Linked DNA regions of Sus scrofa: region 1 is linked to region 2. The links are chromatin contacts, called in public Hi-C maps. All regions are on one chromosome and are shown on one strand. The core of a region is the stretch at or near the end of the contact, and the rest is flanking DNA. Distances in the headings are between cores, read along the strand shown. Region 1 overlaps GPBP1 (vasculin). Region 2 holds the start of MIER3 (mesoderm induction early response protein 3).

Region 1 (2,700 bases), core at 61-2,560, 240 kb before region 2:
TATTTAATGGTAATCATTTATATATAGCTGACATAAATATCATATACATGATAATCATTTATATAAATTTTTTTTTGGTCTTTTGTCATTTAAGGGCCGCCCCCACGGCATAAGAAGGTTCCCAGGCTAGGGGTCCAATTGGAGCTATAGCTGCCAGCCTATACCACAGCAACACGGTATTGGAGCCACATCTGTGACCTACACCACAGCTCATGTCAACACCAGATCCTTAACCCACTGAGAGAGACCAGGGATCAAACCCTCAACCTCATGGTTCCTAGTCAGATTCGTTTCCACTGTACCACCACGGGAACTCCAATCATTTATATAAATTTTTTAAAACATAAAGAACAATGTGATTTTTAAATTTTTTTCACAATACTATTTATTGATACTCACATATAGTAATAATATAAGAACATGCACTGAGAATAGTTTAGGGGGGAATGTAGACAGAAAAAGGACCATGAACAAGTAAATTTCAAATGTTTGTTTTATTTCCAGAAGAGACAAAAGTTAATACGGCAAAATGTTAAGATATGACTTTGGGGTGGTTAAGTGTTCATTTAATTATTCATTATGCTTCTTTGTATGCTTAATATTTTATTAGAACTATCTACATAATCTTTCAGAATTATCAAGAAAACAAGTTGTAGGAAAGTATCTGCAATATATATGGCAAACAAATCACTCAAGATGAAAAGAACTATCACAAATAAAGCACTAAGAAATAAATTACACGAATAAGTGGTTCTTAGAAACAGTTCTTTAAAAAATGCTCAACCATAATTAATGCAAATCAAAACAATGAAGTACCATTTTTCATCTAATTTTACAAAGATTTAATAGTGTGAAAACAGGAGTTTCCGTCATGGCTCTGAGGAAACGATTCTGACTAGCATCCTGAGGTTCTACCCCTGGCCTCGTTCAGTGGGTACGGATCCAGCATTGCCATGAGCTGTGCTGTAGGTCAAAGATGCAGCTCAGATCCTGCATTGCTGTGGCTGTGGCAGCTACATCTCCAATTCGACCCCTGGCCTGGGAACCTCCACATGCCACAGACGCGGCCCTAAAAGACAGACACACACACACACACACACACACACAAAGTGTGAAAATATCTAGTGTTACCAGTGAAAAAGCCTGATAGGATTATAAAATGGAACAATCTTTTTGGAGAGCAATTAGGCCCTATCAAGCAAAACGTACAAACCTTCTAAACTATTGATTCTGTTGCTTGGACTTTACCCTACAAATATACTGAACAGTTGCCGGGCATTCCTGCAGCTTAGTACGTCAATAGGTAACTAATTAAACAATCCATGTAGATTCACTCAATAAAAGGTCACAGCTGACAGCTGAACAGTGTAGGGGGTTAAGGGTACCAACCCTTTGCACAATCAAAAAATCCATGTATAACTTCACAGTTGGTCCTCCATATCCACAGATCACATAGTACTACAGTATATATTTATTAAAAAAATTCCACATAAGTGGGTATAAACAGTTCAAACCCATGTTGCTCAAGGATCAACTGTATGTAGCCACTGAAGAGTTAGATACCCATGTACTAACTACAGAAAGATAAAAATATATTCCAGTGTATGCAAAAAAATCCTTGTGTTTCACTTCTGAAAATTAGTCTACTTAAAAATCAAGAAAAGAAAAGTTATTAAACTGTTAAACTGGTGAATTTTTAAGTCCGGCACACATGGATTCCTATCCTAACTCCAGCACTTTAGGGCAGGTTACTCATCTCTCTCAACCTCATTTCCCTCATCTATAAATGGGGGGGGGGGGGGGGGCAGGGACGACACAGTATTTCACCTCTTATGATTTTCGTTAGCCTTCTTATAAAGGGTTTTTACACGGTGATTGGTATGTAGCAATGACTCAAGAAACTTTAGTTATTATATTTTAAATCTTCTTCTGGATTCTTTATAAAAAAAAAAAAAAAAAAAAAACAGTTTTGTGGCACAGCAGAAATGAATCTGACTAGGAAGCATGAGGTTGAGGGTTCGATCCCTGGCATTGCTCAGTGGGTTAAGGATCCAGCGTTGCCTTGAGCTGTGGTATAGATCGAAGATGACGCTCAGATCTGGCATTGCAGTGGCTGGGGTGTAGGCTGGAGGCTACAGCTCTGATTGGACTCCTAGCCTGGAACCTCCATATGCTGTGGGTACAGCCCTAAAAAGCAAAAAAAAAAAAAAAAAAAAAAAAAAACACCAGAAAGTTTTCTAGAATTCTCTCATGGTGCAGCAGGTTAATGATCTGGCATTGTCGCTGCAGCAGCTGAGGGTCAATCCCTGGGCCCAGGAACTTCCACATGCCATTGGCATGGCCAAAACAAACAAACAAACAAAAAAAAGTTTTACAATTTTCTGATTCCTGGAGTATCTGAATCAGTAGTTAACAAAAACTACACAGTAAATAAGACGTTTCAATGAACTCTGAATTTTCTGATGCTCTCTTAGCCTGAAGTTTAATAAGCACACATTTTTCTTTCTCTTTCTTTGCTTTGCTTTTTAGGGCCCCACCGACAGCATATGGAAGTTACTGGGCTGGGGGCTGAATCGGAGCTGAAGTGCTGGCCTATACCACAGCCATAGCCACGTAGGGTCCGAGCCACGTCTTCAACACACACAAGCTCACGGCAAACACCAGATCCTTAACCCACTGAGTGAGGGCAGGGATCGAACC
Region 2 (2,700 bases), core at 117-2,616:
AGCAAATAACCACATGCTTTTATTTAATATTAGGTACTGCAGCAATAGTTAGGAGAAGAGCTTTGATGTCTGAGATTATGTTCTTCTCCAAGTTTCTGTAGGGCCTGCCATACTTCTCTGATTGTGTTGGCATCTCACTTATCCAGGACCTTAGAGTAAAATTCTCTTTTCCACATTTTTTCTTTGTTTTCCATACATATTATTTCTGGTCTCCTGCCTCAAGACAAGCCATGTCCCAAGGCATGCAGACTTGATTTCTTGCAGGATTTGCCTCTGTGAGCTACCAACTAGTTGTTGGTGAATATTTTTGTGTAATTTGCTCAAAGTTATTAATTGTGAACATGGACCTGCCAGGAGTTACACTTAGGTCTCCCAGTGAAGATCAAATGGCCATACCGCATGCTTAGGATCAGGTACACCTCTTAAGCCTTGTCCTCCCTCCTCAACCCATCCAGTGCCCACAGGTCTCCTTTCCCATTTGACCCTAAGCAAATGTTTGACCTTTTTGGGAAGGAGGTGGGAGGTCGAGTTTTGGGACTCAGTTCAGAGCCTCTGATATACTACTATATTCCTGCCCTTCCATAGGTCTATCAAGTGTGTACCTCTGGGTCATCCCCTGGACTATTTGGTGATTAACAACCTCTAGCACTGTTCAAATTTTCTTTTCGCACGTGCACAGTTTATATTTTGTAAGCATCTCTTTGAATTGTGCCAAGTCTACTCATCATCACTTCCTTGCCCTGTTATCTTTTGTCTTATCTTCGGTACTGTCACGATCTTCCAGAGCCTGTTTGGTAAATGACTACTTCCACCACGTACTCCATGGGCTGATCAGCATCACCCACTCCTGCAGGTCTCTTAGGCGAAACTGAAAAATGCCTGGTAGCTGTCCTCCCATCCTGGATTGACCCTGCCGTCCATCAGTCTCCTCTCCCATTTCTCGGGGCTTCCTCTCAGCCATCAATATACTCCGTCGACCACCTCCTCTCTTCTAACTTACGAAAGTCTGTAGAGTTGTCCCTCCAAGTCTGTCGCTCACTTCCCCCACGTCCTCCCGGACCGGAGTATCGGTCGGTTGTTCCGTAGCCGCCACGGACGGCTCTTGGGCCTGGATTTGCTGGACCTGGTCTGTCCCGCGCTCGTGTTTCCATCCGTCCCCGTCCGCCTACAATTTGGCAGGAACTTTACTACAGCCAAGAAGGGAAAGGCGGGTGAAAGCGGGTGCGGGTCGACCGGTCCGCAGTGGGCGCGGGGAGCGGCGAGGGGCGCCGGGAGGGGTGTGCTGACGAGCGGGCCGGGGGTGTCGCGGGCCGCCCTGCCCTATAAGGGGCCGAGCCGCCTCCGCCGCCGGGCGGGTGCCGGGCGGACCGCGGCGGCGGCGGCGGCTGCGATTGGCTCAGGCGCCCCATCCGGGGACTGGGCTCGGCGCTGCTCGTTCGCCCTAAAGGTACCAATATGGCGGAGGTGAGCAGGAAAACCGGGCAGGAGCGGCCGGGCTGGAGCGGGCGCCCGGCGGCCTCTCGTGGTCCCCGAGCCGGCTTTGGGGGATCCGGGGCCCTTCTCACGGCCCCACGGGGGGCGGCGCGGCGGCGCGGGGCTGCAGGGCGGCGACGGGCGGCGGCGGGGCCGGCCGGGGGGCGGGAGCGGGCGCGGGAGCGGTCTCCCTCCGGGACTAGGCCGCGGCGGCTTCGGCCCCTACCCGGCCGGGCGACGGGGCCGGCCGGGGGGCGGCGGCCCGCGGCAGCGAGCCTTTGCCCAGGGACGGCGCCGTGCCTTGCCCTCGGGCAGCTGACGCGGGCCGCCGAAGCCTCCGCGCCGCCTCCCGGGGCCGGGGTGGGTGGAAACCGGCCGAGCCCCCCCACCTCCGCGGCCGGATTGCAAAACGGGGAGCGGGCTGCGCCACTGCCCTGCGGGAGGAGTGTTCTCTGTCCCCAGCCCACCGGGTCCAGGCTGCGGCGCGGCGAAGCCTCACGCTCCACTTTGCTCCGGGCTCGGAGGCGAGCGGGATGCGCGGCCGCTGGGCTTCGCGGGAGGCGAGCGGGACTCTCCGCCCCGCAGCCCGGGAGGTGCGGGAGCTCCTGGGGCTAAACGGGGAGGACCGAGACCCTCGACGCTCTCTCTCACGGGCTCTCTCCACTGGGCTGAAGAAGGGAGGCAAGGCGAGCGAAGATACCCTGGCTGTGTCCCCAGGGACTAGTGAGCTAGGGGGACGGGGTGGCGCTACAGAAGCCCCTCGACTGGAGCTGCTGGGGCGAGGTGCTCGCTGGAGGGCCAGGGGAGCGACTGAACACGCTGGAAGAAACCAGCATCTCTAGGACTGCGAGTCCTCATCTCTGGACGCGGGAGAGAGGATGGGGGGCTTGCGCTTTGGTTTGGGGGCAAGTGTCCGGTTGCGAGCTGGCCTACGCTTCAGAGCAGAGGACAGCCCCGGAGTTGGGGCTTCCGGGCCCCAGGGGGTGGACTAGGTGTTCGGAGGGCGAGTCCCCTTCCTGGAAAGGGTATTGGGTTTCGAGGTGTTGTTTCGGGCCCTGGAGAGCCGGGTGGGATTTGGGGGAATCCTGAGATGCCAGGGTATGGGGCACTGATGCTGCGAGCCGACTGCTCTGGGTTCTGCTTCTCTGCTTTGTAACTTGCTGAGCTCCAAGGGGCGGCTTGGAGTTGCCTGTTATATTCCGGGCTTCGTCCCGGGTCTGCAAGTTT

What was found. A called contact is a pair of places that touch in the nucleus more often than the background predicts.
Region 1: a contact with region 2 is called in a Hi-C map of liver, with 10 times the contacts expected there. The contact joins the enhancer-like site here to the promoter of MIER3 in region 2. A contact is called at or near these places in 1 of 5 promoter capture datasets (liver), 10 of 47 Hi-C or Micro-C datasets (embryonic fibroblasts, epiblast stem cells, fetal heart ventricle and 5 more) and 2 of 2 datasets of contacts at active chromatin or transcription factors (alveolar macrophages and skeletal muscle).

Annotation. Positions count from the first base shown.
Region 1 is chr16:36,261,086-36,263,785 of Sscrofa11.1, reverse strand. All of the region lies in intron 3 of GPBP1 (vasculin), which reads right to left. Among named protein-coding and RNA genes, the nearest start is that of GPBP1, 45 kb to the right of the region's middle. Within about 2 kb of position 1,310, at least 5 of the 83 cell types and tissues checked have an H3K27ac peak or open chromatin away from gene starts, as enhancers often do. A contact at or near this core is called in liver, where this site is marked.
Region 2 is chr16:36,024,090-36,026,789 of Sscrofa11.1, reverse strand. It overlaps MIER3 (mesoderm induction early response protein 3), which reads left to right and starts at 1,366. Exons shown (of 13, transcript XM_003359776.4): 1 at 1,366-1,464. The coding sequence starts at 1,456.